2 separate regions of the Macaca mulatta genome follow, and region 1 is linked to region 2. Evidence: chromatin contacts called from public Hi-C data. All regions are on one chromosome and are shown on one strand. The core of a region is the stretch at or near the end of the contact, and the rest is flanking DNA. Distances in the headings are between cores, read along the strand shown. Region 1 has its middle 71 kb from the start of PELI1. Region 2 overlaps LOC114671954 (a long non-coding RNA gene).

Region 1 (3,407 bases), core at 26-2,525, 110 kb before region 2:
CATAGTAAGTGACAACATGGTTTGTATAGAGGTTAAAAAGGGCCATTCATCTCACTGCCCTCATTGGAAGGCCTAAAATAGTCCAAGATATTTTATTCTGTGGTTTTCACCCATGCCCTTTTCCCTCCTCCCCAGAAGACTTAAGTGGATTTGCTGTAATAACTGTGTTATGCTATGATAGATAGAATCCGTGTTATGATTAAATAGTTGATCTCTCTTTTTAAAAAGTCACTTTAAAAATTTATAATGGAGGTTATGTTACTTAAAGTAGTTTTATTTGAAGAAATCAAAATTTATCACTCAATTTTCAATACCAGGGCTTGAGATTACTGTTGTATTTTTAAATTCAAAGCATTAGAGGAATGTAATTATAGGAATATGATAACATCATAGGAATTTGGGGAAGTTTTAAAAATTACCAATAATTCCATCTAACCATTATGATCATTTGTACATATTTCCTGTCAATCATTTCCTAAATGCATGCTGCTTATTCCTATAACTGAAACTAATACAGTATCACTGGATGGTAAGTTCTTTGAGAATGGGGCCCCTTTCTGATGATTCTGTGTATACCCATAGTTTAACACAGAGCCCCGTAGATACAGGTGCTAGAAAAATTATTGCTAAAAGAATGGATTAATAAGAGGATCTGCTGAGGATCTAAAACTTAATTAAGTACAACCAATGCTGGATTGATTATTTTGTTGACTCACAGGAAGAGGCCAAAGTCCCAACACTCAGCAAAGATCAGCCATTCTATGACTTCCTCTTCTGCTCAGACCTCTAGGGGCAGCACGTCAAATGGTGACGTGTTACTCTCCTGCTTTGCTCGAAAACAATAGCAGTAATTTCTTTTACTTCTCCATTCCTTGTCTGCAGATCACCTGGCCCTAGAATGGCCCTAGAATGGCCCTATATTGCTGAGATACAGACTAAACGCTAATAAACGAGTTGCTGATCCTAAAATAAAAGTGGAAATCAGGTTTGGAGTTTGATGTAAAAGCCAGAGAGGCACAGGTTTGTTGCTCATTTAGATTACAAATGTCATCGAAAATAGAAACCAAAAAGGTTAGGTAATTTCTAAATTAATCACTCTTAGAATAATTACCATGTCACAGCATCTGTGTGCTTTGGTAGAATTTGAATAACACTTTTTTGCTCAGAATAATGTTCTATTCTTGTCACCAAATAATACTTGACGTCTGTGCTCTTGTACTACCTAACTGCAGGAAGGGTGTTGCCCTGAACAGTTGACACACCCTCGGCAATGAGGCTTAGTTTTGCTGGAACTTTTCAGGTACTAAAAAAAATCCCTTTCTCTACACTCCATTCATTCACAGGCATGAGACTGAAGCTTCATTATTTTTTCTAAATCTAAATTGACTGAGTCAGGCTTGTAGTAGTCACCACTAAGAACAGACCACAGTAGCATGGAGAATATTACTTGAATCTTCTTTCCATTGGAAACTGGCTATGAAAAGAGTAGGCCCATTAATCATAATTTGAAAAAGCAAGTTACAAAGGCTTGCTTTGTAACTTGTAAAGCCTCCTTTGATGAAGGCTTTACAAGCTGTCATTGCAGTAAGCAGAACTGGAACACTTTTATTTTTTAGTTGAGCAAATACACCTGGTCATTTTGGACATTTCCATTTTGATAATTTAATGGGTGGGAGAAGATTCCTGAGCTTAAAAAATAGCTTTTCAGCATTTCATGTTTCTAAGACTGAGACTGAGTTTAAGGAATATTAATCTGTCTCCTTTTATACCACAAACCTACAGAATTTACATAGAGTTTTGTCAAAAGTGACATGAACTGGTTGTCACTGTCTGGCAGATAGCTTCTCACTATGACACAAAATTGCCTTTATTTGAAGGCCACTAATGACATAAGTAAACAATGGCAGTGTTTTGTATATTTTTTTCTGTTATTTTAATGTATTTCGATTTCAATTATGTGGGTACAAAACTTGAATTGTATTTTTAAACTCTGTTACTTGATGATGACTACTCTTTTTCTTTCTGTATTAAAAAGAAGCTCTTTTAACTGTGGTCATCATTCAGTGCAATGTATTGTATATTTCAAAATTGCTAAAAGAATAGCTTTCTAACATCCTCACCACAAAAAAATTGATAAGTTGATGAGGTGATGGATATGTTAATTAGCTTGATTGACTGTTTCTACAATGTATTCATAGATCAAACAATCACACTGTACTCCATAAATATATATAATTTTTGTCAATTAAAAATAAATAAGAAACTATTCTAGCTTAAGAGCCTTATGTATTCTAAAAATGAATAATCAAAATGCAGAGACTGCTACTGGTCCCTTAATATGTGTTCTCTTCTTCCACAGTGATAGAACCCCTGATTTTTAAGCTAGGCATGTAGCTGTTCAGAAAAAAAAAAAAAAAAAAAAAAAAAGCAGCTATTTTCCAATTTCCCTTGCAAAGTACTAATGGAAGTATATGGCAACTTCTCTCTCCTGTTGCCTCCAATATGGAGATGCAAGCAGGAGCTCTAGCTGCCATCTTGGACCATAAAGACAAGGGCAACACTGCAGATGAGTGGACAGAAATGTCATAAGCTTGTCTACCTCTGCAGCTTCGTATGAAAGATAAACTGTCTTGTTTAAATGACTGTTCTTTTGTGTCTATGTTTCTCAAAATGAAAAATAATCTTAATGTATATAATAATGAATAATGGAAAACATAGATTTTATCTGACATGAAGAAACCAACATACTGTAGCAGACACCTGTTGGCTTATCTGCCAACACTGTTTTTCAGAATTAACTGACTCTGTACTACTGTCTACGTGGTTATAGTGGGAGTTTCCAAACTCAAGAACATAACCCCATTTTTGGTTAAAGGATAATGTTGACCCTGGCTGGGCCAGTCAAAATCTTTCCCCAGGAACTTGAAAATAAGATGGAGAAAAAGAGAGTTTAGTTTTTTTGAGCCATAAGACTGTAATAGTAAATATCTGAGCTATTGGTAGCTGTATTTTCCACCATATGTTGGGAGAAGTAGCAGAAACCAGGTTGTGTTTAAAAACAAAAACAAAAACAAAAAACAATGAATCAGAGTCAAAGAGAGAAGCAAAGATTTAGAGATGGAAGAGAGAAACAATTCTTAGGTTCTTCCATAGTCCTCCAGTGCCTGGTTGTGTGGGAAATGTTGCTCACTTAACTTAACAATCACTCTTCATTTCTTTTTTGAGGCAGAGTCTCGCTCTGTCATCCAGGCTGGAGTGCAATGGCACGATCTCGGCTCACTGCAACCTCTGCCTCCCAGGTTCAAGCCACCCTCCTTCCTGAGCCTCCCGAGTAGCTGAGATTACAAGTGTGCACCACCATACCTGGCTAATTTTTGTATTTTTAGTAGAGATGGGGTTTCAGCATG
Region 2 (3,405 bases), core at 195-2,694:
ATAGAGCTGGAGCTCTGGTTGTCTGACTTTAGTCAAATATTCTTTGCCCAGATTTGAAGCCTGTGATCAGCACATTTATATTGAACAAATGCACAGCAGAATATTGAGAAGGAATTTATGACAATATTTACATAAAGAGTTGGCATTTGCATTGATGAAACCAAAAACAGAGCCCTCAGAACTGACCAGGGAGAAGAACCATGGATGTCTCTGAGGAACTTGGGTCCTTCTTTCAGACCTGGGAAAGGATGGTCCCTGCTGCCTATAACTATAATGTTCAGCACAGTGACCTTGACTTGGAGTCACCAACTGATTTCAGTTATGGTTTGAGGCACCACTGGAGAATGGGATATCGCTCATTTGTTTAACAAACACTTCTTGGGCACCTGCTGTGTGCCAGCCACTGTGCTGTGAGTCAGGATGTGATGGAGAGCAGAAGAGGCAGTGCCTGTGGCTGCATGAAGTCCCCAGTCAGGTAAGAACACTGGAGGGGCTGCTCTCAGCCTTGAGAAACTCAGCAGCCAAGGAGCCACGCCCCTGGTGGGTCAGCGGACCACTCAGACAGGTAGTGACCAGGCTCTGTTATAATTTATTTTCTCTTAATGGTAAAGTTGTGAGCAAGTCTCAACTCCCATTTCTTCTTAGAGAAAATATAGGCAAGAAGTGGTCACAGAAATAGAGCTAGAGAGGAGTCCTTTTTTTGGGTAGGGTCCTAGGATCCATGAAAACATCTCCAAATGGCAGATGGTCTGGAGGGAGAATCCCATGCCTCATCCTCATCTAATCGGATCATCTGTCTTTTTAAATACTATCCTAAAGGATATGTGTCTTGGCTGGATGAGACAGTGGAAGAAACCCGTTTGATTTTCTTGATGGGACTTCTCTCCCTTCAATGTAGATTCACAGAGAAATGATGGTTTAATAGAGAGATCTAAATTACCCAAAATTAACAACTTGACATTTATGGTGTTAGCTTCATAACTACTGATAGAGAGACAACCAGAGCTAAAGCATTGGCTTTTGGGCCCTCCTTCGAGGATAATATGCTTATTTCCAAAGGAAATGCATCCTCCCATCCAGGTCACATCTTCTGGCTGTCCCAAAGCCAGCACTGGAGCTGGCAGAAGGGATTGAGGTATGATTTGTGTCATGCCTTTTTATTTGTCAGACCAGAAAATGCCATACCTGACTCATTGAGTCAGCTTGGGGATCAAATGAGATCATATATGTAAAACAGCAGAGTGCCCGACTTGTGACAAAGACTTAACATTTGCTAACCATTTGGAGTGGATCTCTAGCACTCCTATCTCCTTTGGGGAACAGTCCCCCTTCCATTCCACACTGCCTTGGTGGGCATGGTACCCTTTCTCCTGAATGCAGCAAGAGAGAGTTAGGCCCACAAACAAGGACATGCAGAGATGAGAATGGGATGGACAGAGAGAGGGTCCTGGCATGTATGAGAACAGACATGGTTCCTAAATCTCAGATTCCTGTACCTCCTTTTTCAATTCTGAGTCACCTTGGGCCAAGCCACAAAGGTGAGCAAAGAGTTTCCATTTTACTTAAGCAGGCTGAGTTGAGGTTCCATAATTTACCATTGGTCCCATGAGGATGTGAGGGCATGATGCCATAAGTCCACGTGGCAGGAGAACCAGGTGGACAGTAACCTTTTAGGTGCCCACAACTGAGAAGTGAGAATGTTCTCAGAGCACCCCTGGGTCTTAGTCACTGACATTTCAACAGGCTGCAAAACATCTTTCACCTGCCTCTTAACTGCCCTCTGTGAGTTACATATTGTGGCTTACCACCGAAAGTGACACCTCCCTTCTGAGTCTCAAAGACAGCAAGTCAAGCTGAGAACTTGGAACTGTGTATTAGTGAGAGGAACCTCCCACTGGTTTAGATCAGGGAGGACATCCAGTGGTCTGCTCAGGTCAGTCATGCCCCAGGCCAGCAGCTGGAAGGACAGCAGAGTGGGCTCAGTGAGCAGTGACTATAACCCAGAAAACAGATGTTAATCTCAAGGGCAGTCTCTGGGCATCCTGCATCTTTGGACCCCCCGGGCTGAGTGCTGCATCAAGGAGTCTGAAGTTCTTTAAGGTCCCAGTGAATGGAATGGAATCTGCCCCAGCTGGCAGCATGTCCCTGGCTGTACTAAATGAGATTCTGTGGGGTATGGGGAAAGGCACGAGAACTTTAGGCCCCTGAGGTCAGGGAGACACAGCCAAATAGCTCAGATACAAGTGTCTTGGCAGGCACAGAGGGGTGTAGCAGTGAGGTGAGTGGAGGGTGGGGTGCATTTTTTGCTAGTGTGCCCAGTTTTATTGACAAAAAAGGTAGCAGCTGAGCAGGACCTTGACCAACTGGTGGGATGCAGGATGAGGAGGATGAGTGATATGGGCAAGATGTGGTCCTGGGCCAGCACCATCAGCATCATCTGGGAACTTGTTAGAAAGGCAGAGTCACGGCCGGGCGCGGTGGCTCATGCCTGTAATGCCAGCACTTTGGGAAGCAAGGTGAACAGATCACTAGGTCAGGAGATCAAGACCATCCTGGCTAACATGTAAACCCCGTCTCTACTAAAACACCAAAAATTAGCCGGGTGTGGTGGCATGTGCCTGTAGTCCCAGCTACTCAGGAGGCTGAGGCAGGGGAATCGCTTGAACCCGGGAGGTGGAGGTTGCAGTGAGCCTAGACTGGGCCACTGCACTCCAGTCTGGCAACACAGGACCAGGCGGGCAAGGCAGGCAGGCATCTGATTGCAGGATCCCCAATACCAGATTTTAGAATCATGTCATTTTTCCATACCATTGAGAAGCTCCTAAAAGTTTTTGAAGAAGAGTGAGTCATTCATTTATTCACTCAGCTAATATTTACCAAGCACCTACCACGTGCCAGGCCCCACACTGGGCACCAGGATCCAACAGTCAACATGCCCATATTAGCTCAGGGCAACTTTTAAGCAAGGGCTTATCTAGAGATGAGATTGCTATTGTCTGTCTTTTCCATCTGATTTGCGAATGGAACATACACCTGCTGTGCTCTCAGAAATAACTCTGCTGCTTATCTGACAGAAGCGCTTCAGTTGAGCATTTATGGAAGTTTCTAACAATGGTGATGTGAATGGATGGCAGAAAGCAGGCGCGTGCGCACACGCAGTTTTGAAGGGCTGGGGGCCAGTGGGAGAACGCATTCTTTCAGGTCTGTGTTGCTTGCCAGGGAGTTGCTATTCTCATGCAGCATCTTAAGATGGCCCTGGCAGCCCTTGGCTTTTGCTTTGTGAGGGTCAATGGACTTCAGGTGTTTCTGCGTTGATCTAACAGTTTTCAGGAAGCCGTGGGCCGGGAGGGTGGGGTGAGCGAGGGGAGGAGTGGGGAAGGGAAGGAGGAAGGCTGTGGGTAGCTT

What was found. Hi-C and Micro-C count contacts between places; a contact is called where the count stands out from the background.
Region 1: a contact with region 2 is called in a Hi-C map of CD4 T cells, with 2.5 times the contacts expected there. The contact joins two enhancer-like sites. A contact is called at or near these places in 2 of 14 Hi-C or Micro-C datasets (CD4 T cells and blood).

What each region holds. Positions count from the first base shown.
Region 1 is chr13:60,510,544-60,513,950 of T2T-MMU8v2.0, reverse strand. No RefSeq gene overlaps it. Among named protein-coding and RNA genes, the nearest start is that of PELI1, 71 kb to the left of the region's middle. Within about 2 kb of position 1,275, at least 12 of the 40 cell types and tissues checked have an H3K27ac peak or open chromatin away from gene starts, as enhancers often do. A contact at or near this core is called in CD4 T cells and blood, where this site is marked.
Region 2 is chr13:60,401,565-60,404,969 of T2T-MMU8v2.0, reverse strand. All of the region lies in intron 1 of LOC114671954 (a long non-coding RNA gene), which reads right to left. Among named protein-coding and RNA genes, the nearest start is that of LGALSL, 130 kb to the right of the region's middle. Within about 2 kb of position 1,444, at least 6 of the 40 cell types and tissues checked have an H3K27ac peak or open chromatin away from gene starts, as enhancers often do. A contact at or near this core is called in CD4 T cells and blood, where this site is marked.